2 separate regions of the Gossypium arboreum genome follow, and region 1 is linked to region 2. A link is a contact called in public Hi-C data. All regions are on one chromosome and are shown on one strand. The core of a region is the stretch at or near the end of the contact, and the rest is flanking DNA. Distances in the headings are between cores, read along the strand shown.

The links. A called contact is a pair of places that touch in the nucleus more often than the background predicts.
Region 1: a contact with region 2 is called in a Hi-C map of leaf, with 4 times the contacts expected there. The contact joins the promoter of LOC108461240 here to the enhancer-like site in region 2. A contact is called at or near these places in 3 of 5 Hi-C or Micro-C datasets (all in leaf).

The regions. Positions count from the first base shown.
Region 1 is chr8:132,499,161-132,505,856 of ASM2569848v2, forward strand. LOC108461240 (ras-related protein RABD2a-like) reads left to right here and starts at 1,832. Exons shown (of 8, transcript XM_017761010.2): 1 at 1,832-2,079; 2 at 2,893-2,965; 3 at 3,295-3,342; 4 at 3,440-3,487; 5 at 3,754-3,825; 6 at 3,961-4,116; 7 at 4,230-4,333; 8 at 4,956-5,370. The coding sequence starts at 2,066. The coding sequence ends at 5,052. It overlaps LOC108461988, which reads right to left and starts at 837. Exons shown (of 5, transcript XM_017761998.2): 1 at 358-837; 2 at 41-158. The coding sequence starts at 128.
Region 2 is chr8:132,332,372-132,338,384 of ASM2569848v2, forward strand. It overlaps the pseudogene LOC108462091. Among protein-coding and RNA genes, the nearest start is that of LOC128296335, 19 kb to the right of the region's middle. Within about 2 kb of position 1,975, at least 2 of the 2 cell types and tissues checked have an H3K27ac peak or open chromatin away from gene starts, as enhancers often do. A contact at or near this core is called in leaf, where this site is marked.

The sequences.
Region 1 (6,696 bases), core at 582-3,081, 170 kb after region 2:
ATTTTGATAAATTGAATTCAATCTTTTAAAAGACACCCACTTATCAACAACTCTGGAAATGCCCAGTGATTGTTCACCCAGCTTTTGTGAACATTTAACATAGGGAGTTCTGCAAATTGAAAGCCCATGACCTAATGAAAATGCTACTTCGTTTAAACCTAGAAAAAAGTTCAACCTTTTTCAATTACAAATGTTCAGTAAAATAATATGGCAACCTGGAAAAGGAAAATGAGACCTGAAAGTTTCAATTTATCAACCTTGTTTTTGGACCATGTAGATAATGGATAACTTCTTGAATGAATATGACTATAAGCCATTGATTTACTTCTCTATTCAATAGAAAGAAAAAAAAATTACCATAAAAACAAGCAGAGCCTTACTGAGCACCAGGCAATTCCAGTGATAGGTTGGAACCGCTCAGGAGCGGTAAACGAAGTGTGGGTCTTTGGCCTTCAGGTTGATTTGCTTCCTTTCAGGTTGATTTGAGCGTGAGATTGTTGATGGCTAAAGAAAAAAAAAAGGTGAAATCATTGAGAAATTTCAATCTGAGGGTGTTTTCGAAAGGGAAAATAAGGTCATTTGGTGGAGAGGCTAGAATAGCCAATTCGGCACCTCCTCCTCTGAATGGCTATTCAATAATTTTCGGAATGAAGTTGTAATCGCCATTCGGTGTTCTAAGCATTCCAATGAACCAAACCTCTGTTTTACTATAGAAATTGGAACCATCTTGTAATAGTTTTGCCATTACATTGAACCAAACGAAGCGTTAGCATTATCCTTGTATTGACACTTAAAGAGGCATATGCCAATGGCCAACATGATTCAATCTTTGCCAAATTTGTACCCTCAATATCAGTGACCATTACAATTGAGTTTTTATAATAAATAATTAATAATAACAATTAATTGAGAATAACAATAAGGAAATTGATAATGCGTTAGTATTTTTGGTGGCATATATCATCATAATGGAAGGTAAGAATTTTGTGCCAATTATGGGTGGGTTTACATAGGCGGTAGGGTATGGTGCAGTGCATTTAACTTATTTTTTGTCACACGTTACAGTATCGTTATAGTATCTAATATCACCACCACCAATGTTTTTACACTAACCGTAGTTAAATGCACCGCCCATCCAAACCCACCCTAAACATTGTAAATTGATGAAAAATGACATTAAATTGAGTTTTCAATCAATTTTTTAAAGACTAAAAATGGAAAAAGAGTATAAAAGTGAGCCTACAATCAAGAGATTACTAAATCCTAAATCGATAAGTTTACTCCATAATCTGAACCTATGTTTCTCAAAATCATTGAATTTTCAGTAAATTATTTTTTTTACTGAGAATTATTCTTGGGGTTTTCAATCAATTGCAAGGACTTTTCAAAGAATAATTTTGTGCAATTGGGAAGTTTGGGTTATGAGAGTACTGAGTGAAATCACTCCTTAGATTCTTTAATTTTGTGTGTTATGTGACAATAAATAAAATAAAATAATAAAATAATATTTTAGAAAAAATTAAAGAAAAAAGAAAATAAAAAACTAGTCCTTGATGATTTTTTGTTTGGAGAAATAAATTGCAAAGGAAATTTATTTATTTATAATTTTTGACCTTTAAAAACGAAAAAGAAATTCAAATCCACCGTTGCATTTTTCTTAAACAGTAATGAAGTGAGCCACAAAGCCCAGCCCCAAAAACAAACACTGGAACTTGATCAGATCCATTATTGTTTGTTTCTTGAGTAAACGTCAATGGCCCAGTTCAATCGACTCCAGACCCAGATCCAAAGAGTTCCTTAGAACCAAACGAAGAATTGCCGTTTACTTCAATTTTAAATATACTCTCCCTGCTTCAGGCTTCAGGCTTCAGGCTTCCACCCGCTTGCGTTTGCGTGTCTTCTCATCTCTGCTTTTGCCCCCTTTTATCTTTCTTCTTCTTCTTGTCCTTACTTCAGCCGAATTTTTCCGGCGAAACGGCGTCAGATCTTTGTGATCTATAGCCGGAAATTTCATTTCGAGTTCGACGATCTCACCCTTCGATCTTTCTATTTTCTTCAGCCTACCATGAATCCCGAATAGTAAGTTCTCTCTTTATTTTTATTTTAGTAGTATTTTTAACTTTTTTTTTTGCGCTGTTTTATTATTTCGTGACGTTATTTTTCTTCTTGGTGGTGCGATGACGCTCGAAATTTTTGTAAGAAACTATAATTCTCGGTGTTGAAAGTCGCTAGGTTTTGCTCTTAGATCTGTTGATGGAATTGGGATTTTCTTTTCTCGTCTGTATTTGTTTCTAAAGTTGTCTTATTTCCAACTGGGGTTTCTCTCTGGGATTTAGTGAAAAAAAAGAGGAAAAGATGCGAGCTTTGATGCGTTCTTCAATTATTCACGCCCTTCCTTTGTAGTATCTATATGGTATAAGAAAAAATTAAATGGATTTTGGTTTGAACTGGATTCTAAATAGTATTAAGATATACTGTAAGTTCCGATGTCTTTGCCAAATCGATTATTTGTGATGAAGAAGCAAATCTAACTCGAAAAAGCGTCCATTGATTGAACTTTTCAAGGGTGATGTAGCAAACATATGCTCACCTGCTCTAACTTGAATGGAATTGAAATGAATTTTATATTGAGGCACCAACAAAATTAAGAATTCAACTGTCAATGACGCGGAATTGTTAGGGTTGACCTTTGGTAAATAATTTGGTGTTCTGAGTTTTTATTGCTGACAATATCAACTTTAGTTTTGGTTTCTGAAATAGTCTCTTTGTGTTGTCTGTTTTGCATCGTTTATGGAAATCAACTTTTTGTTGTGCGTGGTATAATTAGAGATATCATGTTCTTACATCATTGAGAAGTATGTTAATATTATCTGTGGTTGCACACTTTTGCAGTGACTATCTTTTCAAGCTACTTCTTATTGGAGATTCAGGTGTTGGAAAATCTTGCCTTCTTTTGAGATTTGCTGTAAGTTTCTTGACTTAAATTGGCATTTGAGATTAAATCTCTTTACTTTTTAGAGTTCTGTTGCACATTCAAGATATTTGTATGAGCACCTTTATATTTATATTCGCTTTTGATGTTATGGATTGTACTAATGAGTAATAATTGATTTAAATGTTCCATTGCTTATATAATGCATAGTGAGAATAAAATTTGTACTTCGATGGAGGACAATTTTGGTAGCTGAATTATATATATTTTTTATATTGGAAATATCAAGTCTCCAGATATTTTCAGATGGTTATGCGGGACTAAATCTTGAAACTGATCATTATGTAATTTATTTAATGCAGGATGATTCATATGTAGAAAGTTACATAAGCACCATTGGGGTTGATTTTGTGAGTACACAGTCCTTAGTGTTAGTTTGACTTTTAAGTGCCAAAATTTATGGCAATTATTCTAATTTCTTGTCTTCTTGCTTTCTTTTTTTGGTAGAAAATACGCACTGTGGAGCAGGATGGGAAGACCATTAAACTTCAAATTGTATGTTTTTTCATGTTTTTTATTTAATTTCATTTCTTTGAATATTTTCTATCCTAGGTCATCAAGGTAATATTCCTTGTAGAATGAGTTGTCTCCTCATCTGCTCCTCTTCATTGGCTGTTTTTTTTTTTTTTTTTCCATTTGTATATTCCCATTTTATTAATTTAGTCCCAGAAAATTGCTCATAATCCTTTGACACTTGGCATACTTGGCATTAAAGCTTCTTGATGATTAACTAGTTAATTTGCTTTTGATTCAATGTACAGTGGGACACTGCTGGACAAGAAAGATTTAGGACAATCACTAGCAGCTACTATCGTGGGGCCCATGGCATAATAGTGAGTGTTCTTTTCCTTTCTAGCTTTTCTCATTGCGGTTCCTTTTTTGGTTTTTCCAATTCTTATGTATGCTTCTCTTAAACTTTTTCTTATTCCTTCTTTTCATTTCCCTTTTGCTGTTTGCTCCTGTATTAGATTGTTTATGATGTGACAGACCAAGAAAGCTTCAATAACGTTAGGCAATGGCTGAGTGAAATTGATCGCTATGCTAGTGATAATGTTAACAAAATACTGGTTGGAAACAAGTGTGATCTTACAGCGAATAAAGTTGTGTCATACGAAACAGGCAAGGTACTTGCTATTTTTAAGAAGAGCTGCCTGATTACCAAATTGTAATTTTTGGTGTTATACTGCATATCCATTGCTCCATCCCTTTCTCCATATTGCTACTTTTCTTTTTTCAGGCACTTGCAGATGAAGTTGGCATACCTTTTATGGAAACTAGTGCAAAAGATTCAACTAATGTGGAACAGGCTTTCATGGCCATGGCAGCTTCCATCAAGGACAGGTAGCTGTATTCTTTTTCCTAAATAGTTTTAGTAATATCTGCACCTGTCAATTTTGAATGAACTTGAAAACTCGGAATAATTAACTCAAATTTAAACTTGATCCAACCTAAGTTGATAATAAAAAGTCAACAACTTGAACCCATTTAACTTGAGCCCGAAATAAGTCAAATCCAAAATGATCCAAACTTGAATAACCTAAATAAATAACCCAAAACTATTTGAACTCGAATGGCAAAACTCGAAATGACTTAGAACTAAAATGACCTGAAACCGAAATAACCTGAACTCAAAAACTGACCTGAACATGAAATGATACTGAAAATTTTAAAATCCAAGTTGAGTTGACTTAAAACTAACCCATCTCGGTCAATTTCAAAGTCTAGTAATATCAGTTATTTGAATAATAATACAATTAGAGTAAAAATTCATTGTGGTCTGTAGAGCCATGTGCAGTTGAATGGCATTTCTAGGCTGTTTTGTTTTATTGTTCACTCTTATACAAGAAAGTATAGATCTATGAACTCGGTTCTCTGAAATTTAACCGCAAAGTCTTGGTTCCTACTGATCGTTGGTTACTTTTAGCTCTTTTTAATTGCTCTTTAAAATTGTCTCTAAATGCAGAATGGCAAGCCAACCAGCCATGAACAATGCAAAGCCTCCAACGGTACAAATCCGAGGACAGCCTGTTGCCCAAAAGGGTGGCTGCTGCTCTTCCTAAAAAATGGAATGATGAATTAGCAGGAAGCTCTCTCTATTTCTTCTGCAGTGCGCTGCTGCCAGTTGCAGCACGGTGTGTAAGATTTAAGTGTTTTCTTAACCTCATCAGTGTTCCAAACTTATTTCATATGAACAAAACCTCAGAAGTAGAGGATATAATTCATTTCTACACACTTGGTTAACGTGAAGGCTTGTACAATGTATTATTGTTTGTTTGTTGATTAAATAATACTAGTGTTCTTTCTCAAGCCTGTATGTCACTGTGTTTTCTAAATTACATAATTAAATAAATATATTGTCAAAAGGTTGTAATTGAAAATGGGTTGATAGATCAACAAAATTTGGAAGGAATCTTAGGTAGTTGTGGGCATTATAATTTGCTTGCTTTTGAGGTAGGCCATGGATGGCAATGTGGGTTGAACCAATTCTTTGCCCTTGGCTAGACTAGAAGCCAGGCAGGGTGCAGCACTTTAACATCTATGTCCAACCAACTAATCGTCATCATTATCATCAAAGAAATGGGATACAGAGGGGAAAAGCAGAACCCATCAAAAGCAAAGAGCATTATAAAAAGAAAAAGGCTTAATTCTCCATAGAAGGCAGCTTGGAAACCCCAATCGTGAGGAAAAGCAAGCCGTGGCCTTTCAACAACGTTAAGAGGTTGATTGAGAAGTTAAAGTTAGAAGTAATCATTATATAAAAAAAAAATCATATAAGTTATATGTATTGCTGCAATAGAGGCTTACACAGTGTACATCAAAACAAATCTTTGCAAATCCACGTCTTGCCTATCATCATGGAGTAGCTGGAGAACTTCTACAGATGGATCTTCAAAGATATGAAGCCCTAGAAGTTGACTTGACGCCAGTGTAGCCATGCCATTATAGAGCCCTTGTTATTAATAAATTATCTTATGCTAATTTCATTAAATTGGTTCAATGCGAGATTTAAATGTAAAATCACAAAATTTAATTCGTTATAATAAATTTGTTTTTATCTTAAAATTATTTAATAGAATTAACATCACTTAATTTATTAATAATTGTTATACTTTACCAATTAATAGGGACACATGGCTGATAGAAAGGCCACACTCCACCTACTATAGATCGAGAAGTCACTAGAAGACTCACTCCTTGTCTTAGCCACCTAGCAAGCGGAACGTAACCATCTAAAAAAACTAATCATTTATTTCTTCAGGCATTCAACCTTCTATTAAAAAGATAATTTTTTTGGTTACCAAACCCCACGTGAGTTTAACTGCTCCATACCTCATATTTGAATGAATAATAAGATATGTCCCATTATAAACATCTTCATTCCATTGAAGATATTCGCCTCACGCATCTCACAATGATGACCTAATTGTGGATCCAACATGTTAGTATCATCCTACACATGACTTTGCCTATAAATATCCCTCAAGACAATGAAAAGGGTATCAACTCCCCAGCATACTTGTTTACACTCTACCAACTTACTTTTAGCACCTAGTCTCCATACCCTCTCCACCTTCACTCTCTATAATCTCTGGCTCTCCGCCCTAATAAGGGAAACCGACCTCCATTAGCATCACAATTTCCTCCTCTATATCTCCTCTTTGTTGATGCAACACATAAATAATAATGAAAATACAATCACATGA
Region 2 (6,013 bases), core at 725-3,224:
TTTCATGGATATCATTTCTTTTGTTTCAATTATAAATTTCACAAAGTTTACAATTTAATTCTTAACACCATGAAGATTCATTATTTATTATAATTTCACCTTAACATCATTTTTAATCAATTCACTACTTATCATAATCTCAAATGTATGTTTGTTTCATTGAAAATAACTTTTATGAAATATTTTCAGGAAATTTGTCAAATGATAAAAAAATATTCTACACAAATTCATCCAAACACCAAAAATATTAGCTTTTCTAGAAAAATAAATCATTTTCCAGAAATCATTTTCCAGAAATCATTTTTAGTGAAACAAACGGAGCCTTAATTTAATTATTCAATTGATTCACAAATTTAATTTAGTTATTTATTATAGGGTAAACTACACCCCAAGTACTAAGCTATTAGCAAGTTTATGTTTTGGTCACTTAACTTCAAAATATTACAAAATGATCACTAAACTATTCAAAAGTTTTCATTTAAGTCACTGAACTATTTGAAAGTTTTCATTTAAGTCACTGAACTATTAAGTATTAAGTTCAGTTAGTGAGCTCTAAGTGACAATTCGATGATCGGTAGAATGTATTGATACTCATCTATGAATAGAAAAACATACTTTAGATCCAAGTCAATCTAATGGCCAGTGTTAGAGATCGGAGAAGAAAGTTGTTTGGCTTTCGGTTTGCAAAATTCATAACATTTAAAGTTGTTTCATGAAAAAAATGACCATAGAAGAGAAGGGAAATAAGAACTTTCGATTGGTGAAAATGATGCAAATTGAGAAGACCATACAATAGAGATTTTAACAATCTTGTGACTCAAATGAAAACTTTTGAATAGTTCAGTAACTATTTTGTAACTTTTTGAAGTTAAATTATGAAAACGTAAACTTATTAATAATTTAGTGACTTTGAGTATAATTTACCCTTTATTGTTTTTAGATGTAACAAATTTTAGTACTTGTATATATATAATTAATGTCTCACAATTTAGAGTGAAGTAATTTTTAAAATAAATCATATATTAATATGAAATTTTAAATCCCAGTGAGACTTTTGTTGTGTTTGAGATTTTAACGTGCGAGTTAAACTTAAATTATTATGTGTTTAAATTTTAATATTTTTCTATTCAATAAACTCTAAATTTAATTTTCAATCCATCCTAACATGTTTTTATTTGTTATTATAATTATAAATCTTCAAATTATATATGAATGAATTTTCATTTAATGTATAATTTTATATAATAAATTTTAATTTTATGTAATTTTATATATATAATTTTAATTGATCTAATTTTTACGTATTATTAATACAACTATTAATATATTATCATTTCATGTTTATATATTGCATATACAAATAATTATATTTATTTAATATAATAATATTTTAATGTATTTATTTATTTATTTAAATATGTATAATTAAATTAAAATAAAATTTTATGTATATATTTGAATATAATTAAAATTTTAAGAGTACAAGAAATCAAAATGCTTAAATTATATATTAAATTAAAGTTTACTGATTTTTCGGTTAATTATATAATCATAAAAACTTCTTAAAAAGGAAATTTTAAATTAAGAGAATTGGTTACAAAGCACCAACTGAAATCGCAACAAGTGGAATTCTGTTAGCTCCGCCCTGAATAGAGGGAGAAAAATGATAAAAGAAAAAGCTCGACGGACTGTTTTGACTTCTGCACGTGGAAAGGGACCACCCAGGGAATCGACGGCTCGCGCGTAAATATTGTCAACGTCTCTCCTTGAAGGCTTGGCGCCGCACTGAAATTGACTGCAAAACTGCGCTGTTGTTTGCTTCTACTTTCCACCAACTACGCTTCCACCCCCCAAAAAAAAAAAAGCACGAAAACTTAGATCTCCGCCGTTACTCTTTGGTTCTTTCCGTTTGATATGGAAGTGGCGTCCGCCGCCGCAGAGAGGATAGACCTGCCGAGGCCGCCCTTGGATCCTTCTCTTTCTCAACGAGCTTCCAATGTCGTTTCCGATTCTTCAACTTCGCCGAATGGTTCGTCTACCACCAGCACTCCCGATCGTTATGATCCTTCCAATTCTTCGCCTAATCCTAGTTACAGAGAAGTTGACATTCAGGTTCCTTTTCCTATCACACTCTAGTAACTTAATTCGTTTCTCTGCTCCTTTTACAACAGCTAGGGAAAAGGCGAGAATATAGGTTTGGCTTCTGTTTTGATTTTAAGTTTGCTATGCGTATGGTTGAAACAAATTACCCTTATATTGGTATAATTACTTTCAACTTTCTATTATTAGGAATAGGTTGAAGCTATTCTGTTTTCATGGTTAAGTTCGTAAATTAGTTCCTGAAAGTTTTGCAAGGACTTGGTATTTATGTAGCTAAGGACCATCTCGATTAGTACTACAAAGTTGTAAGCTATCGGCATTTTAAGTTCCATCAATCTTGTCGCATGGTATAGCACCCTGTAAACCAGCAGTAAGTTTAGTGCCGTGGGAATTATATGAAAGCCAGAAATTGTTGCCGAATTCATGTATATATAATGCAAGCAAGGGACGAATAAGGGAGAGATCATCTGGATGGTAACAAAATAAGAAAGCCGCTTTTGTAACAAGCACAATTCAAAATAAACGTGGAATTTTGTTTGATTGGTGTTCTAGAAATGAGAAATATTATTTATAAATATTTTGATCTAACAAGAGATTGAAAAGAGGATGGTCTATAAGAAGTTCTAGTTAATGCATAGGGAATAAAACATGGACTGATTATAATAAGTAGGTATGACGACTTAATATTCTGTTCCGTTTCAAAAATGAGCAAACCAAAAATGCATTGAAGAAAAGGTTATATGTGTATTTTGCTTTTGTTGAATTTAAAACTTCTAGCATTTATGACTAACTGTGATGCTTTTAAATTTCAGTCTCCAGCAGCATTGAGGAGTGAAGAATATCGCCAACTGTTTAGGCTTCCTCCTGAGGAGGTGAGTGCCTTTGCTGTGTTGTAATCACTAGCTGTTAGCAACTCTCTACTTGTTCCTTTGTATTCCTTTTGACATTCTTTGGCTTGTATATGCAAGAATTGTTTCTCATGATTGATGCGCGAGAGATACAGCCAGTTTGTATTTAAGAAGTTTTGGGGTCTTAAACATTCATGTGGAACACACAGCAAACATTTGTTTGTTTTTGGTGAGAGATTTGAAAAGGCTTGTTTGTGCTTTTTCTTCTATTTTTATTCTAAATAATATCTCATCTTTGAACTTTTAAAACACTTTCCCTTTGAAGTTTAAAAGGAGTGTTTTTCATCTTTAGTCTATTCATTATTATTTATCAACAGGGCGTCTACTCAGATTGTCTCCTTTTTGTTTGACATTCTTTGTCCTGTACATGAATTTCTTTATTGATGTGAAAGAGATAATGGCAGATTGCATTTAAGCAATGCCAGACATCTAAACATTTATGTAGCATCATTGCAGTATCTAATCTTTTATTTTACATTTGGGCCACAGACTGCAAAAAGCATATTTGAAAATTTTCTCACCATCTTACATTTTAGACTTCCAAGTTCTAATGGCCTTGTATTTTAAACATTTAGTTTTGCCATGTGCTGCAGTTCCTTGTTCAAGATTTCAACTGTGCATTCCAGGAGAGTATTCTTCTTCAGGTAATCCAACTTAGATGACTTATTTACCATGTTGATAGCAATTTTTTTTGCCAGTCTACCTTACCTTCCTTTTGTCTTTCTGTGAGTTTCTTTTTTCACGAGAAAGGGGTGGGGTTATATTTTATTTACTTTGAATATTTGGTGGTTTTAGGTCGAATTATATTCCTATCTCTAATTATGCAATTATATGATTCTTTGCAGGGTCACATGTACCTCTTTGTTCGTTATTTATGCTTTTATTCCAATATATTTGCATTTGAAACAAAGGCATTCCTCAACATCAGTTCATTCTTAGTTTGTTTTTCTGTATCCTATTTTCTTGGAAGCTATTTGACATTTCTTCTAATAATGATATGATCTTCAAATATTTTATGGGTTTCTTCTGTAGAGAATAATCGCCTCCAATGAATTACTAGCGTCAAAAGAGCAAAGACTGTTGGAATCTTTCCTAATGCAATAGAAATTTTTGCTGGAGGAAAGAAGGTAAGTACTTTGCATGAATGGCTTATTCTGCTTGTTTAAGTTGCATGCACTTGTTCTTCTGACTCCACTTGTTGACTTGATAGTTCTTCTTTGCATCATTCCTATCTCGTGATGAAGCTTTCAAGCTCATTAATGATGGACGGAAGCAGCATAGTACAGGAGCCAAAGAAATTAAAGAACAGCAGGTATCTTAATAATTCATGGCTTATCTATCTGGAGAAAACAGATTCACAGCTTATGAGTAGCATTTAAGTGGATCATTGTACATCTTACGATATGCTGGTTCTGATACCCTATCTTCATACGTACAACAAATGGACACTTAAATATAAACAAATGATGCCCTATCTTGATACATACAACACATGGACACTTAATCTAAACAAATGATTTGCAGCTACTTGTGCTTCATCTGGAGGTATTTTTATCATATGCTGGTTCTGTAATCTTACTTTTACTTCATCTTTTACATAAGAAATTTGGGGATTCAATAAAATTAAGACACTCAGCGGCTGAAAGGATGTATTGTAATGTTATATTCGATCTATGACAGTTTATGCAAATGTGGCTGTAAACCTATGTGTATTTTACACTTTTCTTTTCTATATATTTATTTCTCCCAGTTGAAATGTTGTGAAAACCATGAGTTCATGGGCATAGAGCTTAGAGAAAATTCCATTTTTTTCCTTGGTTTCCATTATACTGGTTGATTTTATTATAGGAACCTATGTCCGAGTCCAGAAGCAAAGAGAAAGGATTTTTGCATTTGTAAAGGAAAATAGCTCCAAAGACCCAATAAATGACATGGAATCTACAGCCAGGTATTCTTTATTAACAGAAAGGATCGGAGAACTTTCTTGTGAGTTCATTAGATTTTTTTTAATGTATTTTAAGTTGTGAAAATGTGAATAAATTTTTTAACTACATTTTTTATACAGGGATGAGGATGTTCCAACTTCCAGTGAATCCAACGTTCCATCTTCTGCTAATGGTGCAGAACTAGTTGCTGAATCAGTTACAAATACCAGATCTTCAGCACCTGCAGATTGTTCATGGAAGCCTGACAATTCTTATGCACCGGAGAGTCAGTTAATCCTAATTTGATTTGTGACTTTCTCATCTTCTACATGTCATCTTATTTTGAATTCATTTCTGGTTTTGGTTATTTATTTTTCACACTTTTCTGCATAGCAAGTTCCTTGGTTGTCTGGGGACTTGATTTCATATTTAATTTTATTAGGGTGCCACACTCCTGTTTGATTTGATTTCATCTTCTGACTGTAGGATAGTGATTTGGGTGATCTTGAAATTGGAATATGATGTGCCATCGGTTGGAAAAGAGAGAGAGAAATAGGGAAAGGTGATAGAATAAAAAAGAAGAGTGAGGAACGGTTAGAAAATATGAAGAAACAAAGAATCAAAAGGGTAAAGGTAATGGAGGAAGAATGATGGAATTTGAGAGAGAAGAAACTGGGAGAAATTGCTTAATCCAATAATAACTCAAAATCTCAATATTACCACATGCTCTTTAGAAGTTTCCAAACCTTGCTAAATACTTGATATAACCCTAAAAATGCTAATAGTCTTCTTGGGTGGTTCTACATCTACTTATTAGGGGGCAAAAGAAGTCACAGCTTTACTGGTTCTGGAGGTATTGAAATAAAGTGAGTAGGTTATGGAAGCTTATTATCATTTGTTTTGCTGGAAGCAGCAAAGAAGGTAGGTAAGTTTAGGTTTTTCTTAAATACATTGGTAGGTCCTGACTGTAGGAAAATGCTCAGGTGTCGGAGGAAACCAAATTGTCGTACTCATTCTTAGCAGACAGACATGACGCCATATATTCTCCACTTTCTTACTCTGTACTGAGTGTAGATATAT